2 separate regions of the Gossypium hirsutum genome follow, and region 2 is linked to region 1. A link is a contact called in public Hi-C data. All regions are on one chromosome and are shown on one strand. Each heading gives the region's core, a stretch centred on a gene start, on an enhancer-like site or on the middle of the called end of the contact. The rest is flanking DNA. Distances are from core to core; before and after follow the strand shown. Region 1 holds the start of LOC107954553. Region 2 overlaps LOC107954556.

What was found. A called contact is a pair of places that touch in the nucleus more often than the background predicts.
Region 2: a Hi-C map of leaf shows a contact between it and region 1, with 2.1 times the contacts expected there. The contact joins the enhancer-like site here to the promoter of LOC107954553 in region 1.

What each region holds. Positions count from the first base shown.
Region 1 is chrD07:25,047,810-25,052,868 of Gossypium_hirsutum_v2.1, forward strand. LOC107954553 reads right to left here and starts at 2,307. Exons shown (of 2, transcript XM_016890144.2): 1 at 1,849-2,307. The coding sequence starts at 2,022.
Region 2 is chrD07:25,105,648-25,110,706 of Gossypium_hirsutum_v2.1, forward strand. It overlaps LOC107954556, which reads right to left. Exons shown (of 6, transcript XR_005915849.1): 6 at 4,805-4,949. It also overlaps the pseudogene LOC107956126. Among protein-coding and RNA genes, the nearest start is that of LOC107954556, 6.6 kb to the right of the region's middle. Within about 2 kb of position 2,399, at least 5 of the 9 cell types and tissues checked have an H3K27ac peak or open chromatin away from gene starts, as enhancers often do. A contact at or near this core is called in leaf, where this site is marked.

The DNA of each region.
Region 1 (5,059 bases), core at 1,057-3,556:
GACGATGCAACACTTGGCGAATGTTAAATTGACCATCTTGAAATGAAGTCATATGGACAGTTGACCTTCTAAGTTCCAACATTGGTGAATTGCCCGTACAATATTAGAGAGTAAATGCTATGGAGGAATTTAACTTCAAGTTTCAGAGAAGAAAATAAAAAGCTGCAACCTTAGATTATTACATAAACTGATGAACACTTGAAGATTGGCATTCACTAAGGAATAAGTGCAAAGCTAGCAGCTACTAGAAAAAGTAGAATTTTGCATAGCATCAATGGGTTATAATGGAACTGTGGCCACTTAAGGAGATAAGAAGTGCATATAGAAGCAATAAAAATGAGGATAAGAGCTTCAATCATTTGATAAAGTGACAATGTGCCATTTAGCAAATGATAATTTTTTTTTTTAATAAAAGCAAATGATAAATTGACCACCTTGGAAGGAAGCCATATGGACACTTGACCTTCTAAGTTCTAAATAGGTGTATTGCCAGTAGAAGATTAGAGAGTAAATGCCATGAAGGAATTTAAATTCAAGTTTACAAATGAGAAAATAAGAAGCTGTAATCTTAGATTATTACATAAAATGGTAAATAGAAGATCAGCATTCAATAAGGAATAAGTACAAAGCTAGCAGCTACCAGAGAAAGTAGAATTTTGCATAGCATCAATGGGTTATAATGAAACTGCAGCCACTTAAGGAGATAAGAAATGCATATAAAAGCAATAAAAATAAGGTAGGCTTCAATCATTGGATGAAGTGACAATTTGACATTTAGCAAATGATAAATTGACCATCTCGGAATGAAGATGGACAGTTGACCTAAGTTCTAACATTGGTGTATTGCCAGTACAAGATTAGAGAGTAAATGCTATGGAGGAATTCAACTTCAAGTTTACAGATGAGAAAATAAGAAGCTGCAATCTAAGATTATTACACAAAATGGCAAACATTAGAAGATTGGGATTCATAAGGAATAAGTGCAAAGCTAGATGCTACTAGAAATAATAGAATTTAGCATAGCACGGATATAATGAAATTGCGGCCGCTTAAGGAGATAAGACGTGGTTACAGGCTTTTCAATCATTTGATGAAGTGACACTGTAACATGTAGTGAACGATAATTGACATCCTAACATTGCAGTATTGCCCGTACAAGATCAGGGAATAAATGCCATACAGGAAATAAACTTCAAGTTAACAGGTGAGAAAATAGCAAGCCGCAATCTTGCATCATTATGAATAAATGTAAAAGCAAGCAGATTGGTATTCAATCAAGAATAAGTACGCAGCCAGCAGCTACTAGGGAAAACAATTTTTTGCACAACATTGATGGGTTATTATGAAACTGACAGCAATTTTTATGAACTTCAAAACTTTGTAAACCATTTGCTTTGTGATTACAGTGTAGAAAATAATAATTAGGGGACCGTGATATACACCTAGCTAACATTCAACTAAGTATCTGAATAATCAGCAGCTACTCTTCATTTATATATAAAATTTCAAGTTTCACCTTCAACCGACATTTATATCAAAACAAACTAAAACCGAACTATTTAATTTAAGGCCTCACCTTACCAATCCCTTCTATCTAATTCCAAATGATATGCATTAAGACTCTACTAGTACTGACCAACTATAATACAATTTCCATTAGGATCCAGCAAATCCATAACAGAAATCTTAGCATGAATACTTTATATTGTTCGAAATCTTTAGATTTTCAAAAGGGTTAAACCTAGACTTAGCACTTAGCAGTTAGCAATTCATATAATTAGGGCAATATACGTTCTAAATAGCAATAAAAAACAGTAATAAAGTGAGGAAAGATGGGGACTTGGGCACCTCGAGCTCGGCGGATTTCATGGCGATCGGGATACAAATGAGGAAAACGCCGAACATAGCAATCGCAGTATTGCGACGCCAGTGCTTGGGCCGGCAATATGGGCCACCAGACATGCTCCACACCTTCGTCCTGAAATCCTCTGCTCCATGCCCTCCATGTTCTCCTCCTCCCATCTTTTCTTAATTTACTCGAGGGATCTATCGAAACCTCTTACAAGTCTAACCAGTAAAGCAATTAGATCAGTAAGAAAATTGAAATATTTCAAAAGAAAATGAAATTTAAGAAGTAAAATTTAGTGGCGAGGATTGAGAGCGAACGAGGAATGAATATTTGGGTTGCCTGAGGCAAATGGAAGGTCCAGGATCGAGGATCAGCTGGGTCTGGTTCGCAAATAGAGACATTGTGCTTGTAAATGGGCTTCGGTATTTTGTTACTTTTCGCCTTTTCACAACAATACCAGCCCATGGCTGGAAGGAGGCCAGGTTTTGGCGATTTACGGACCTCATAAGGACCTGGCTTTAAGCATTATAAATTATTTTTAGGGTTAATTGCATTGTCACCATGCTTAAATTTTGAATTGATTTCAAATTTTAAAGCATTTTAATTTGAGAATTCTCAAATGTATCGATATTATATTATTGGGGTAATATATAATTTGGTACTTGAGATTGGTTTCAATAATTAATTTGGAATCTAAGATTTTTGTTTCAGTTTGGTACTTGTTTAGCTTCAATGTTCAATTTGGTACCTAGACCAAACAACCCAATGAATGTTTGAAACGTATACTTTAGTAAAAAAAATACGGGTACTTAATTGTGACAAAAAAATAAACTCAAGTACCTAATTAAACACTGAAGCTAAACTTAGGTACTTAAATGGGACAAAGAAAAACTCAAGTACCAAAGTGAACTTTGAAGTCAAACTCAAGTACCAAATTGGGACAAAAAAACTCAAATACCGAATTGAACATTGAAGCCAAATTCATGTATCAAACAATATATTAACCTTTTATTATTTATGAATAAGATAATGCTTAATCTAACCTTTGGTACCCAAACTTGACATTTTTTCTTAGTTTGATACCTAAGTTTTTTTTTGTCTAATTTGGTATTTGAACTTGTCAAATATTATACAAATTATCCAAAACACTAATAGTATCATTTTTTATGAGTGGAAAAGAGTAGCTAGTGTATAACCAACATGTAGCAAATGACATGGAATTTAATGATAGGAACGATTACATTTATCTGGAGTTTTCGTTGTTTCATTAAACAATATGCTGAAATTTTACTTTTCATAAGGACTGAGAATAATTTGACTGTTAATGGCAGGAATGATTCAAGAGGGATCGCATGCTTAAAACATAGCTTGATCTTCATAAAGCCCTCAATTCTATAAAAATATTATCAAAATTAGAGGAAATTTATGTTAAAAAACTACTTTGAGTTTTGCTTAACAAATGAATATTGAAGAAGAAAAATAAGAGTTTTAAAACCCCCAAAATAAAATAAATTCATTATGTTAAATTAAAACATTAAAATAAATTAAATAAATTGAACTAAATGTAATTGAACATTTAGAATAAAAAAAATGATGTCATCTGTCACATTTCAATCATACATTGATTATTTTTAGTACCTCATAAAAAAACATTATTAGCATATTGGAGCAATTTGTATAACGTTTGACAAGTTTAGGTACAAATTGAGAAAAAAAGCTTAGGTACCAAATTAGGAAAAAAAATGTCAAGTCCAGATATCGAATTGGACAAAAAAAAGAAATTTAGGTACCAAATTAAGAAAAAGTGTCAAGTTCAAGTACTAAATGTGTCACACCTCAAATTTGGCGGATCCAAGAAGAAGGCGTGTAGATGTGAAGTTATCGGTTTGGCGCACTATGGTAGTTAGTCCATCAATTCTTAGGCTTTTAGTGAATTGATGTTTGGCGCATACAGTATCCGTCTATAGAAGTATTTAAGGATTTATTCTCAATTGAAGAAAGAATATGAAAAACGAAGAGTACGCTTCAGAATGTTGGTTGAGCATGACATGCCTACTAAGTATATGTTAAAACTATAAAGGGCTAATGTGTCTTTAAGGCCACGCCATTTACGAGTTATCGCCATAGGTATGGTACACCAAGTGTGCTCAAAAGATGACCAAGATGGGTTCTGTAATGTGATTGGTTGGGAGTCAACTAAATAGATTGACTGGTCAAATAGCATCGACATTAAAGGTACAATTTATGTATATGTATTTATATACTCTCTCTAATTTTTGTAGGACATTAAAGGTACAATTTATGTATGTATTTGACACTTGTCAAAATCCACTAAGAGGTATTGTATATGTATGTGGTAAGAAGGGAACGTGTAGATGCTTTTCTTCCTTTTGTTCTACGCTTTAGCTTTATTAAATATTTAAATATTCTCTTCTTCTTTGCTAAACTGGAAGCTATGCTTTTTGAGTTATCGGTGGAAGTTTTAACCTCTTGGTAAGTTTGGTAACTCTGCCTGTTAGGGTGTTGAAAGAGTAAGGATGTATGTAGTATATAAACAATAAGATATGAATAAGAGGCCCTACATGAGGGTCATCTGTAATTGAGATGTTAGAAATTTGTCTGTAAATGAGTTTTTAATGGTGATTCCATGTTCCTTTGAGCAACAAGTTATGGCCCGGATCGAGCAAAAAGGAGATAGAAGAGACGTTTTTTTTGAAGAGTTCGTGAGATTTATCTTAACGCTCGAATGAAGAAGATGATCGAATATCTCCGCCTATGAGGGCAAGGCCGTATAAATATCCACTTTATGTAAAGAGATTTGTTTTCTAGTAAAGTTTTCTAAATGGAATTGAATCAAAATCAACATCTCTTTATGCATTCATTGCATGCATTCGCGTTACATGACATCATACGCATTAAAATCCACTAAAAGAGCCTAATTGATTAAAACCATTCTTCAGTTAATTTGGAAACCAACCAACCTGCCAAACACTGTTATAGTACCCGAGCAAAGTCAGGAGGCATGGACCAAAGATTGGAGAGAATAGAGCAGATGCAAGTATAGATGCTTGAGCAATTGACCAAATTTCAACAAGATATGAAAGATCAGATGCTAGAATTCCAAAGCAATGTGATAAACCAGTTAACCCAATCATTGGTTAGAATGTTAGAAAGAGAGGAAAGCCCAGTGGTCCACTTTGGGGAGGATAA
Region 2 (5,059 bases), core at 1,149-3,648, 58 kb after region 1:
GGGTTCAACAAACGTTTGATCTCTCTGTTAGCCAATCAACAATATCAAATACTCTTAAAAGGTCATCTGAATATTTGTCGAAAGAGATAAAAAATAGCAATGTTAAAAGGCACAAATCAAACAAATATCCTGAATTAGTGAATGTATTATATGAGTGGTTTCTCCAATATCAAGAGAAAGTAAACATGACTGGAGAAATGATTCAAACCAAAGCAAAAGAGTTTCTACACAAAATGTATGGTGATGCAAATTCCGAATTTAACTTCTCGATTGGTTGGCTAGAACGGTTCAAGGAAAGACATGGGATTAAGTTTTATAGAAGATTTGGTGAAAGTGGTTCAGTTATTATGGAGAATATTGAATATGCTTTACCTTAAATAAGAGCTAAATAGGAAAATTTTGATTGGAAGGATATCTATATTATGGATGAAACAAGCTTATTTTATCGTTTGCAAACAGATCATTCACTGGCTACAAAGCAATTAGAAGGACGAAAAAAGGACAAGGAAAGACTTATTGTTATGGTTTGTTCGTTGGTTTGATGCTAGAATGATTGGTAGAAAGGTGTTGCTTATAGTAAACAATTGCTCATCCCATCCCAATGTTATCGAAGGCTTGAGAAACGTTGAATTATTCTTTTTGTCTCCAACTTCAACATAAAAAATTCAACCATGTGATGCTGGAATCATTAGAACTGTTAAGATTTATTATCGACGTCGCTTTTATTCTAGCATCTTGGAAGGTTACGAGAAAGGAGAAATAAATCCTAAAAAAAATAATGTATTGGATGCAATCCATTTTATTAATGCTGCTTGGAATATTGGTGTGAAGCCTACAACTATTGCAAATTGTTTCTAACATTGCAAAATTCAATCCGAGGAAGATATGTCTCTCGAACAAGAAATTGGTGATATTGAAGGCATTCATAAATTAAAAGCAATAATTTCTGATTTACACTATAGAAATGTCATGGATGTTGAGCAAATTTTGAATTATCCAAGTGAAAATGAATCTTTAATGGAGTTACCTACGGATGAAGAAATTATTCAAGGAGTAATGGATGTGCCAACTGATGACGAGCAAGATCCAGATGACAATATTGTTTTACCACATGTTTCTCCAAAATAGGCTTTTCTAATTGTGGATATCTTGAAGAATTATTTAACACAACACGAGAAGAATATACCAGATTTGGTTTATGCCCTTCTAAAAGTTGAAGATGAAATTGTATATGATTCACATGCAAAGAATAAGCAGTTAACTATAGATGCATATTTTAGCAATGAATAAAATTGAAAAAAAATAAGAGTTGTCTAGAAAGCACTTTAGTTTTATGTATTGTATATATAATTTTTAGTATATTTAATGATTTATTATTTTATATTTTCATTGTGCCCTTAAGGATTTTTTAAAAATTATTATCTTATACATTTAGCGAGGTTATTATTTTATCCCCTTGACCCAAGTTCGGGATCAAAAAAATTATTATTTAATCGAGATTATTAATTTATCAAATATCCATTTATCGAGGTTTTACTATATATCCACGAACATGCCCGATCTATTGTCATCTTTTGATAATGCGCGGCACAAATAGTTTATAAACTTTTATAATTTTTTGTATTATTTAAATTTTGATATTTTGATATTTTGATAATTTAATAATTAAATTTATATTTTTCTAATAATTTTTTGTATTATTAATATTTTTTGAATTTTGGAAACTTTTCATAATAATTTGATTTGAAATTTTGATTTTTTATGTCTCTTGAATTTATTTTAATAAAATAGGTTTTGTTTTATCACTTTTACATATTATTTAATGAAGTTTCTTAGTTTTTTTTATATAAATATCTCTAAAAACTTAGTTTTGAAGTAAATAAAAAATAATTAATAACTGTTATATAGTTTTTTGGAAAAATAATTTTATATAGAATTTTTGAAGTTATTTTTATCATTTTAAAGATAAAATATTTATTTTTATAAAATAAAATAAAAAATTAATTTTAATTAAGGTTTAAGTTATTTAAATGATTAGTATTTGATACATTAGTAGTACATATTTTTTGTTCCACAAACAGTCTTAAAAGTTTGTTATATATCTATTTTATTTATATAATATTTTATTATATCTTTATAGGAAACTTGTCATCAACCTATGATACTTATGAAGTTAAAAACTTTAGTGACTCCAACCTTAACCCAAACCCAAACCCTATTATTAGGTTGTAACATCTCATAAATTTTATGTGTAACCCATACTCAATCATATTTGAAAAATTGGGACACATTCACCCTAAAGAAGTAGGTAATTATGGTGAAGATTGTATTATTGAGAGGCCAGTTCAACTCATCCATCCAGGTAGAATTAGAGAGTATACATTTCTTTCACAGTTAGGCCAAGCCCCACCCAACGTCCATCCAACACCCCTTTCGTTGCATTAATGCTGCTAATTTTGTCCACTCAATCATCTTCCAATTTGCATTAAAAGCCATTTATCTTTTTGAGTACCCTTTTTCTTTCCAAGCAAGGAAAATGAAATTGCAACATCAAACTCAAAGCTCCAATTATCCTCTAGCTTTAAATAAGAAGGCCCATCAAAGTTGAAAAAAAAAAAATCATTTTCATGCTTTTCTAAAAAGCTTCCCCAAAAGGTATCCTTGTCTCGTATCTCCCAGGAAAAATAATACTGCGACTGTTATGGATTTGTCAAACCCATTCACGCATTTCTACAAACACATGTTTCATCATTATTGAAGCTTTTCTTTGTCACATTGCATGCAAATACCCTTGTGAGATTTACGTATGACGTAACCCTCCCCCTTGGAACTTTGACCCTTTTCGTCTCCCTTCAGGGGGGGTGTGAGTCTATGCGTTTATGGCTTAGTTGTGAAATGGAGTTAATGCAATGGCAGCTAACATGAAGCTTTGGGAGCCAAACAGACAGGAAGCCTCAAAATTAAACATAAGAGAGGTACAGGGAGTAGGTTAAACCATTTAACTTGTCAACAAAGTTGGTAATTTGCAGTCTGATTCTGAAATATATTAATTTATCTGTCTGGGAATGAAGGGGTAAGGCCATAATCTAATCATATGCTCGTTTTGCTTGTATTTAATTTCATCTCCTTTTCACTCACCCCACACCCATACTTCGTGTGGGATCCATCCGCCTTTTCAACCATTCACCTCACCTCATCCAACAAAATGTTTATATCTTTTTAAAACCGATTTATAGAAAGCCCATATCTTTTTAAATGGTCAAAAATAAATTTAGGCCTCATTTTTTTTTCAACAAGCACATATAAAGATAAAATTATAATTTACCCCCTCCAAAGATAAACTTCTAGATTCGTCCCTGATTGTAGGGACATAATCATATTAGTCCCTTTACTATTAAATGGATTAATTTAATCATTGTACTATTAAAAAGAATCAAGGCCAAATTGGAATATAGTTAATATTTATTGCTTAACACACTTAATATTTTTATGGTTTTGTCAATAAAATATTTTATTTGGAATTGAACTGCAATTAAAAATAATAAATTTCAGGATATTTTTATATAATAAATGTTAAATCCTTTACCATTTGAACTCGCTTGATTCTTTTTTAATAGTATAAGGACTAAATTAATCCACTTAATACTAGACAGAATAATTGGATCCAACTCATATCATACATGGACCTTGTAGATACTCAATCGAAACAAAATTGATTTAAGGTTGTAGGGTGGTCGCCTCTTTCGAATGTTTATTCATTTGAACAATTTGCCTCCGTTACTTCGAATTTATATATTATTTTTTGGGAGTGTAATTCTTTTTATTTCTAAATTCAAGATATTAATATTAATTATACTGTATATTGATGTAAATTATTGTTTCAAAAATAAGGTTTATAGTCCAATAACTATATTTCACATTAAAAGTAGATAAATAAGGCCCAATTATTTTATCAAGTTCGCGTTTATTATAACATATATATTTTTTATGTTTTTTGTTTCTCTCCCCATCCCAGAACAATTTTTTAAAAAAGGTATTAATTAAACAAAAGAAAAAATACCAATTGAAGTGCAGTCACTACACCAAAACAGGCTTTTAGCGGCGCTTTTTTAGGCCTTTAGTGGCGTTTTTTAGCGCCGCTAAAAGCATTAGTAGCGCTTTGAGAAACGCCGCTAAAAACGCCGCTAATGACAGAGTCGCTAATTTCAGCAGCTTTTTTTTGAAAAACGCCGCTAAAGCTCTTGAGCTATAGCGGCGCTTTCCCAAAAACGCCGCTATAGCTCAAGACCTTTAGCTGCACTTTTCCACAAACGCACTATAGCTCAAGACATTTAGCAGTGCTTTACTCACAAACGCCGCTATAGCTGAAGAGCTTTAGCGGCGCTTTTACCACAAACGCCGCTATAGATCGAGACCTTTAGCGGCGCTTTTACCACAAACGCCGCTATAGTTCGATACCTTTAGCGGCGCTTCTCACAAAAACGCCACTAAAATATAACATTTAAAAAAATTATTTTAATCAAATAATATTTATTTTTATGATAAATATTATATTATGTTTTATTTTTTAAATTTGAACTTTAAATATACTTTAAGGATAAAAAATATTATTTAAATTAAATTTTTTATGAAAATTTTAACTTTAAAACTAAATATAAAAATTAATGAATTTAATTTTAGAATTTAAAATAATAAATTAATAACACAATTAAAATCCAAAAGTTAGAAAAGTTGTCGTAAATATTAAAGTAAAAATAAAATTTAGAATCAAAACTAAAATAAATAATACATATGAGAAATAGACTGACTAGTTGAACTTGCCTATGACTATACACATTGCAAGGTAATAAAAAATACAATGCATTTTCTTAATCAAGTAAATCTTGGTAATAAAAAATAAAATGCAAACTACATCTGCTACATTCCTGGTTATCCAACCTTCATGTACCCTGCAGAATTGGGAAAATTATTATAGTGCATTAAAACAAAAATTGATATTGACAAGTTAAATATGAATGGGAAATAACATGAATGCAAAAATTAATACTCGAGGAAATTG